Regions from separate parts of the Mus musculus genome. Here all the other regions are linked to region 1. A link is a contact called in public Hi-C data. All regions are on one chromosome and are shown on one strand. The core of a region is the stretch at or near the end of the contact, and the rest is flanking DNA. Distances in the headings are between cores, read along the strand shown. Region 1 overlaps 2610027F03Rik (a long non-coding RNA gene). Region 2 has its middle 32 kb from the start of Ccdc93. Region 3 holds the start of 2210011K15Rik (a long non-coding RNA gene).

What was found. Hi-C and Micro-C count contacts between places; a contact is called where the count stands out from the background.
Region 2: a contact with region 1 is called in a Hi-C map of embryonic fibroblasts, with 5 times the contacts expected there. The contact joins two enhancer-like sites. A contact is called at or near these places in 3 of 484 Hi-C or Micro-C datasets (adipose-derived mesenchymal stem cells, embryonic fibroblasts and uterus) and 2 of 115 datasets of contacts at active chromatin or transcription factors (the NIH/3T3 cell line and vascular smooth muscle cells).
Region 3: a Hi-C map of muscle stem cells shows a contact between it and region 1, with 2.5 times the contacts expected there. The contact joins the promoter of 2210011K15Rik here to the enhancer-like site in region 1. A contact is called at or near these places in 1 of 484 Hi-C or Micro-C datasets (muscle stem cells) and 4 of 115 datasets of contacts at active chromatin or transcription factors (the NIH/3T3 cell line, embryonic fibroblasts, embryonic stem cells and 1 more).

The regions. Positions count from the first base shown.
Region 1 is chr1:120,756,410-120,759,356 of GRCm38.p6, reverse strand. All of the region lies in intron 2 of 2610027F03Rik (a long non-coding RNA gene), which reads right to left. Among named protein-coding and RNA genes, the nearest start is that of Gm29345, 48 kb to the left of the region's middle. Within about 2 kb of position 1,411, at least 87 of the 459 cell types and tissues checked have an H3K27ac peak or open chromatin away from gene starts, as enhancers often do. A contact at or near this core is called in the NIH/3T3 cell line, embryonic fibroblasts, muscle stem cells and 2 more, where this site is marked.
Region 2 is chr1:121,397,724-121,400,670 of GRCm38.p6, reverse strand. No RefSeq gene overlaps it. Among named protein-coding and RNA genes, the nearest start is that of Ccdc93, 32 kb to the left of the region's middle. Within about 2 kb of position 1,545, at least 50 of the 459 cell types and tissues checked have an H3K27ac peak or open chromatin away from gene starts, as enhancers often do. A contact at or near this core is called in the NIH/3T3 cell line, embryonic fibroblasts and uterus, where this site is marked.
Region 3 is chr1:121,358,578-121,361,524 of GRCm38.p6, reverse strand. 2210011K15Rik (a long non-coding RNA gene) reads left to right here and starts at 1,454. Exons shown (of 3, transcript XR_003947976.1): 1 at 1,454-1,503; 2 at 1,608-1,713.

The DNA of each region.
Region 1 (2,947 bases), core at 162-2,661:
GATGAATGAACTAAAGTATTATGTTATATGATATATATGTGTTAAAATATTAAATGCATTTGTCAGCTCATGTGCTCAAAACCATTTGACTATTGCACCATAGATTCTTATTCACAAATCTGATATTATTCATTCATTTATTCATTTACTCAATCTCAAATATGGATATGCAGTTACTATTCTGGGTGTGGGGCCTACAGATCTGAAGAAACCAGACAGAGCCTTGATCATCTCATAGCTACCATTTAACTAACTACTCAGCATCCTGGTTTGACTGGTGTTTCTGCACGTGGGTGAGAGACTGAAGGCAAGTTCACTCTAAACCCAAGAAGACTGCCTGAGGCTTGGCCTCATGGGAAGTGAGCTGACTCATTCATTTCTGTAAGTAGCAGGCCAGATTCCCAGAAGCTGGGCGGCCAGGGTCACACGATACTGTGAAGTGTCAGGCTGATGAGATAACACTTGCCACACAAGTGTGAGGCGCTGCATTCAGATCCCCTCGCCCATATGAAAAGTTGGGCTTGGAGTTACCTGCCTACACTCCCAGCACTTGATAGGCAGAGGCAAAGGATGACTGGGTCTCCCAGTCAGCCAGTCTGGACAAATCTCTGAGCTCCAGGTTTAGGGTGAGACCCTATCTCAACAAATAAGGTGGAGAGAAATTGAGGAAGATGTCTGGCATTGACCTCTGACCTTCATAAATGTGCACACACACACACACACACACACACACACACATACACACCCCTTTGAGCTTCTTTGCAGCTATCACTGCAGCTGGATGCTTTGTTCCTGAGGATCCCGACCCAGTTCCTGGAGCCAGCAGGAGCATAGTTTCCTCCAGGCCCCCGTGGTATTCTTACCGGCCATACTGGGGATTACACAGCCTTGAACTGACTCCCCGACAGCTTGCCTTAAAGTTGAGTCTATCCCAAAACGCTTGGCTCCAGCTCCACCTCATGACTTTTTCTAGCTGACGGATATGTTTCCAGCACAAGAGAGGTGCTGACAGCTCTTGTCATCTCTGGGGACTCAGACCTTCGCCAATATTCTGTCCCTCCCTGCTCTGAGACAGACTTCATGTCCCAGTGCCCATTAATATAAAACAAAACAAAAGGCCAGCTGGGCCTTCCAATGTTGCACAGCCTCCCTCCCTTTCTTCTTGATCTTCCACAAGCATCAGGACCTAGACTGGAGTCCCTGGGGATCAGTACCAGGCAGGTTGTGGGAACCAAAAAAGCATCTGCATGAGGGTAGGGAGATGGCTCTTTCAGTGATGTACTTACCATGCAAGACCTCTGTTTACATCTCCAGCACCCTCGTTAAAAAGCCAAGTATGGTAGTAGATGCTTATACGAGGGAGGCAGAAACAGGCCAGCCAGCCTAGCTGAATCAGAGAGCTACAGGTCCTTAAGAAACCCAGTCTCAAAGGTGGACAGTGCCTGGAAGGAGAGGACAGCTAAGGCTGTCCTCTGGCTTCTACATAAACATGTGGACACACACATACAGACAGACACACGTACACACACACACATACACACATTCTCTTTCAGGGTTATTGAAGAGACCCAAATTTCCCTTGGATTTCCCTGCTCAGCCCCTCCTCAGAATCAGTCCTCAGTCTTGAAAGGAATGCAGAGGACAGAAGGGTGACTCAGAAGATGGTGGCCTAGTCATCTGCTTCCCATTGTGGACTGCATTTTTCACATGTTACTGGGTGAAGTTAGCAACTGCTAGAAATAGAACAGAGAGATAAAGGGGGAAGAAGGGGGAGAATCTCAAGTTCTCTGGAGAAATCGGCCTGGATTCAGGACTTTGGTGTTACGGGGAAAGTCATCCTGCTTTGAACAGCTCTTTCTGACTCACATGTTGGCAAAGAATGTGCCGACCAGATAACTCCCTCCCCTCCCCCCGCCTGAAGCTGCGCTGCTGAAATCTGAACTCGTTCTAGTCGTCCTTGCTGACTTGTGAAAGAGATCTCTCTATATTCATTTGGGCTCACGCGTGTCACATGATCCCAATACATTCCAAATGCTAGGCTACAAGATTACTACTTAACCAAGGACAAACCAACAGGAATTTTAATCAAGACAATATCCAATAATGAATAAAGATGGAATGTTTTTTGGAGGAGATCCAGGATACACATTTGGGAATTTTTAATCTTGCTCGTCTTTGAATCTGGCAGAAATATTTTAAACTTTTCTGACCATGCCACTGCAGGCTGGATCCAGAAACCAGCTCTATCTAAGGTATTGAAGTATTTCATCTGCTCAGACATCGAATTTTCCAAACCCAAGCCAGTAATTGATACCAGATTAACTCAAATATGAATCAGCAGTCAAGTTCCTTTAAGTGCAATGTTTAAGATGAATTATTTTATGATACAAAAGATAAAAACCATCAAGATGATAGTGATCAGAACCTGACAGGAATGGCTGTGTCTTAGAAGTACTTTCCTTTGTTGTTTGTGTTCAGGACTGGCTTATCTGTGATAGTCCATCTGATTACTTAATTAAACCAAACTCAGTTATTGGAGGCCAAGTACTAAAGGGTGTTTGCCAGGCATGGTAGCACACGCCTGTAAGCTCAGGATTTAGCAGGCTGGAGGAAGAGGGTAATCATAGCCTGGGACAGTGTGAGAGTCGGGATCAGAAATGACAAATACTTCTGAATTGACACTAAACATACAGGATGCCTTTTAATAATTATTATTATAATAATTATAATCAGACCTGGAGAGATGGGTCTGTGGGTAAAGTGCTTGTCAAGGACCCACACTTGAATCCCTGGCTCCCATTAAAAAACCCAGGAGTGTCACTGCATACCTGAAGGCTCATACCTGGGGACAGTGGGGATAGGAGGTTCTCTGGGGCTTGCTGCCCAGCCATTGGAGCTAATTGGTGAGCCCCAGATTCAATGAGAGACTGTCTCAAAAGAGGAAAAT
Region 2 (2,947 bases), core at 296-2,795, 640 kb before region 1:
CATGCAAATGAATACATACAAAAATAAATAAATATTTAAAAAATTAAGAAATGACCAAAATGTCTTATTTATTCAGAAACAACACAAGAAAAAAAATCAAGAAAAACATTTTCAAGAGAACACTGTTGATCGCAATTAAAACTCTCCCAAAAGCAAGAGGTAAGGGAGGGGAGAGGGAGACAGGAAGACATATTCTACTTCTGAACAACAGATGGCGACGGAGCTAAGCAAATGGAAGACATTGTTCCATGTTAGTGAAATCCTGTCAAGTGTGTGGAAGAAGCCAAGCTATAAACAACATATGGGAAACAATGAATATTTTAATTAGGTGTTAATAACCGAATATTGAATCCTTGTCTTTCTACCTAATTCACAACAGTGTTATGATGGCTAATTAATAAGTGATTGTAAAGGAAATGATTCATTATTTGCTGCAATAATTAGACCAGTTGACATGCTTCTAATCGTGAAATGATTTTTAAAAGTAAATGGATACAGAGCAAGTTAGTTTTCTGTAGTTACAGGAACCCCACAGTGCCTGTTTGAGGTGATTTTTATTGCCACTTTACATCGTTTGGGTACCAGCAACGATTCGTTGCATCATTTCCTTCTCGAGATAGAATCAGGTGTGAGTATTGTCTTAACAGATAGCCTGTCACATACACTTGAAATTATGTATATAAGAGGAAACAAGAAAGCCTGCTTTCATGGGGGAACTTTTTGGAAAGATATCAACCATTGAGCAAATCAAAACAAAACCCTAGCCCAGAAGAGAGAGAGAGAAAAAAAATCCTCTCTCCAGAGTCCCCCATCTCTAGCGTCTGATTCTCATATATAAAAATAAAACTAAAAAGCAAGTATATAATCCCAAACTCCTCCCCCTCATTCCAGATTTCAATCCTCTTTGAAGTGCCTCATGTCCTCAGGACATAATGAAATGCCTTGCACTGGAAGGAAGCCACACAGATACATTTCAAGACCCCTCCCTTCTCTCTGCTAGTGGCAGAGCTAATGCAGTTTACTTATTAGATGAGTCGCCATGGATACTGATAGACTCAAGCCAAGTCTACCCCACTGAGGGGAATTGGAGAGTTGAGGCAATTAGCCTCATAATTTAAATAAACAAAGTTCCCCTCGTTTTTGTTTCGGTTACCTGATTTTTTTTTTCAAATGAATGTCTAATTTTAGTTTTGAATTATTAGAGGTGGTTCTCGCCTCGGGTCTCTTGTTAAATTAGCTGGCAGAGATCTGGATTCCTCTACCCCAAGCGAATGAGCTTCCTGAGCCTCCTGCTTTATCATTCCCAAGCCTTCCTAGCCGGCATTTTGGGAAACAATGTGAATAACTGCAATCCGGGATGAACAGACTCTGCAAGACCATGCAGATCTAGAAACGGTTGCTTGGAGAGACAAGATCCTTTAATCTGACGAAGACATTCATAAACCCATGTCCTTCCTGACCCTCTGGTCTCCAGCCTGTTGTGCTCAGACCACATGTTTCTACCCTGGTCTTAGGCCAAGCCACAGACTACAGAGACACTTCCAACTGGGGATTTTAGGGCTGGTCTTGGCTGCTTCTTGCAATCCCATTTTTCTTCCCAGGCCGTGTCCCACCCTTGCCAGTATGGACGCCTTCATCGGGCTTTCTGCTGAGACAGAGGAGTCTAAAACACAGCTATCACTCCCAAGTAACAAGGCTTCACATGTAAGTCACTACCCACATCCGTCATCTCCATTATTTAGTACTCCTTGTCCTCATCCTGGATGGGACTAGCTACAGCAGGAGTCCTGATGAGTGTGAACTGTGTTGTTTTGCTTTGTGCATACGTATGTGTGTGTGTGTGTGCACGCATAAATGTGCATGTTGAAAAACATACGAGCGCCTCCTTTGTTGTTCGTGAGATGATATTCCCCTTGTTATTCTGAGGCAGGGGTTCTGCTCTGGAGCTGCTCTGGAGTTATCCAAGTAGGCAGGGATCTGCTGGTCTTTGCCTCCCCAGGGCTGGGATCACAAGTGCACACAACCTTCCATGCTTGTATTTTGTTTGTTTGTTTGTTTGTTTGTTTTGCATCCTTTGTTTCTTTGTGCTGTTTTATTTTGTCTGTTTTGTTTTGCATGGGTTCTGGGGTTCTAACTCAGGTCCTGCTGCTTGTAAGGCAAGCCCTTTAGTGGAATCAATCATCACACTGGGGCTTCCATGTTGCTCCTGCTGTGCATTGGCATGAGAGTCTCTCCTTCACTCTCGCCACTCCCTAACACAGAGCTTGCTCAGGGTGACTCAGCATTGAGAGTTTTCTGGCCATTCATCACTGACAACCTATATCCTTCGTCTTTTTCCTTTTCTCTCTTCTATTTAAGATTTTAAATTTTATATAGTGCGAGGATAGGTGAGGTATGTTTGCCTGTGTGGGATGGTCCAAGGACAACTTGTAGACGTTGGTTCTCACCTTGGGCTTTGCAACAAATGCTTATTCACTGAGCTTTCACTGGCTTCTTCTCATCCTAGCTTTTTAGATTCTCCTCCTGGAAGGAGAGGCTGTGATGTAGGCAGAGGCTGTATCCCTTAGGACTGGACGGTGTGGTGTCCAATAGTGGTAGGGCTCTAGCTAGAAGTCGATCTTGGCATCTTATTGGCATGAATTTGACTCACCCTTAACTTTCATATTTCTTACCCTTCCTGAACTTCATTTTTTTTTTTTTTTTTTGGTTAGGTACTAGATTGATATGTCTGGAAGAGGCAGAGTAGTTATTGGAAATAACTTACACAGGGTACCTCATAAGAGCTTTACTAAGATAGTTTTTATATATTACTTATTAGATTTAATATTTATATAATCATCTTAAATATTTATTTTTATTTTATGTATGTGATGTTTTGCCTGAATATACGTCTATGCATCACATTCATACAGTGTCCTCAGAGACTAGAAGAGGGCATCGGGCACCC
Region 3 (2,947 bases), core at 205-2,704, 600 kb before region 1:
TCTGAGGGGCTCCCTGAATACTGAGGGGAGGGATTTGATGGAGACATCCCATTTAGGGCTGAGCATTCAAAGGTCTCTTCCTCTCTGCACATTGTCTGGCTGTGACAATGTTCCCATTTGTTATATTTGTTATATTCCTTATATTTGTTATATTGACATTGTTATGTTTGTTCCCATCTGCTGCAGAAGAAAGCTTCTCTGGTGATGACTGAGTGCAATTGTGCTTTTAATCTGAGGCAAATCTGCTGGTGTTCTCAACAGAGCAGCCGTAGGCATGTTCCTGCTGGCGATTTAGATGGGATCTTTTCCCTACTTGTTGTTTTTGGACTTTGTGTTCTATCCCCAAGGGATATTTACACTACATTTGGCATAAAATTCATACTACAGCTTTATGTTTTATAGTATGAAAAAGAAAGCTTTGGAGATTATTATGATGTAGTTATTTCTTTTGAGCATCACATGGTTATAGTCCTCATAGAGACAAGATTGCTATAGGAACTACAGGGGACCTTGCTCTGCTTCCAGTCTAGACAGGGGAATAAGAAAGACAATAAACATGCAGATAGCTAGAGCATAGTCATGTGCTGAGACTAGCAACATTCACTCATGGTTCATAGGTGGAGGAGAGAGGGTTCCTAGACTTTCATCCAAGATCCTACCCACCACCCTCACCTGTCACCTGGTCTGGGAGAAGCAATAGAGTATATAGGAAGTAAAAGGGAGATGGGGAGAGGAACTCCAGAGATGCTATTGCCATGCGTCATCCCTCCTGCTCCTGTCAGCAGCCTCTGACTCACGGATTCACCAGGAGTGAGCTCATTGGCTCATCAGGCTGGGCTGATACGAAATTGTGTCTGTGGTCTGTTATTCCCCTGCCAGGGGTGAATGTCCCTCACGGAGATTCTTAGCATTAAGAACATCACTAAGAGTACAGACAGCTTTGCACACAAGTCAATAGTGTGTGCGTATGACTGTGTGTGTGTGTGAGTGTGTGAGTGTGTGCATGTGTGTGTGTGTGAGTGTGTGTGAGAGTGAGTGTGTGTGTGTGTGTATGAGTGTGTGTGTGTGCATGTGTGTGAGTCTGAGTCTTAAGGTGGAAGTTTATAAGCCAAGCCTTCCTGATGGTTTTCTCTGCCTGGGTCTTGCATGTGGATGGATACACACTCCCTCAGCTTCATTCTCTGGCTATTTACTGCCTCTACCTCCATTATGGACTCTCCCAATGGGACTGTAAGCCAAAATACGCACTTTTTTACTCCTATAAAGTTACTCTGATCATGGAATTTTATTGCAGTGACAAAAAAAAAAAAAAAAAAAAAGACTGCAGAGCCCTTTCCTGCTATGGCGCCATGCCTTGCCCTGTTGCACTTACTAGACCAGCTTGCTTATATGGTTTCCGAGATAAAGAAAGTTCACCCCAGCTGGTTTTGCAGAACTCCCAACACTCCTGTATCATGGAGGCCGAACCATGACAATGCCTGGCAGAGTCCAAAGACGATGAGTGTTGGTAGCTTCCTCGCATCTGATTTCTAAGTCTGTAAATTCACATCTGAGATAAAAGAAATGCAAGGGCCTAACTCCCGAGCTCTGGGTTTGCTTTCCTCTAGGGTGTGGCTCCAATGCCAGAAGCTGAAGGGCTGAGGAGACTGCTCATCCAGTAGAGGTGCTGGCTGCCGGGCCGGTGGACCGAGCTTGATCCTTGGGACCTAGATGGTAAGTGAGAGCACTGACTCTGACATAATGTCGTTGGACGGTCACACACAGTATGGAACCTCTGCATTCCCCTACAATGAAATCAGTAAATGTTAACTGTTCTTCAGACGTAAGAAGACGAGCCTTAGACGTGATATTTTCATCAGCACGATCTAACGCGAACGATTGAAGGCTGAGACTTGTGCTGGTCATTCTGCTCGCCTCTGCAGCCACACCCAACCAGAAGCAACTCCGAGGAGCAGTGGCAGCAGAAGGGGTGGCAGGGGCAGCAGGGGCAGCAGGGGCAGGAGGGGAAGATGGAGGGGCAGCAAGGGCGGGAGGGGCAGGAGTAGCAGGAGTGGCAGCAGGGGCAGGAGGGGCAGCAAGGGCAGGAGGATCAGGAGGTGCAGGAGGGGCAGGAGGGGCATCAGGGGCTGGAGGGGCAGCAAGGGCAGGAGGGGCAGAAGGGGCAGCAGGGGTGGGAGGGGCATCAGGGGCATCAGGGGCAACAGGGGCAGCAGGAGGGGCAACAAGGGCGGGAGGGGCAGCAGGGGCAGGAGGGGCAGGAGGGGCAGGAGGGGCAGCAGGTGCGGGAGGGACGGGAGGGACAGCAAGGGCAGCAAGGGCGGGAGGGGCAGGAGGGGCAGCAGGGGCAGCAGTTGCGGGAGGGGCAGCAGGGGCAGGAGGGGCAGGAGGGGCAGCAAGGGCAGCAAGGGCGGGAGGGGCAGGAGGGGCAGCAGGGGCAGGAGGGACAGGAGGGGCAGCTGGGGCAGGAGGGACAGGAGGGGCAGCAGGGGCAGGAGGGACAGGAGGGGCAGCTGGGGCAGCAGGGGCAGGAGGGGCAGCAAGGGCAGCAAGGGCGGGAGGGGCAGGAGGGGCAGGAGGGACAGCAGGGGCGGGAGGGGCAGCAGGGGGGCAGCAGGGGCAGGAGGGGCAACAAGGGCGGGAGGGGCAGCAGGGGCAGGAGGGGCAGGAGGGGCAGGAGGGGCAGCAGGTGCGGGAGGGACGGGAGGGACAGCAAGGGCAGCAAGGGCGGGAGGGGCAGGAGGGGCAGCAGGGGCAGCAGTTGCGGGAGGGGCAGCAGGGGCAGGAGGGGCAGGAGGGGCAGCAAGGGCAGCAAGGGCGGGAGGGGCAGGAGGGGCAGCAGGGGCAGGAGGGACAGGAGGGGCAGCTGGGGCAGCAGGGGCAGGAGGGGCAGCAAGGGCAGCAAAGGCGGGAGGGGCAGGAGGGGAAGGAGGGACAGCAGGGGCGGAAG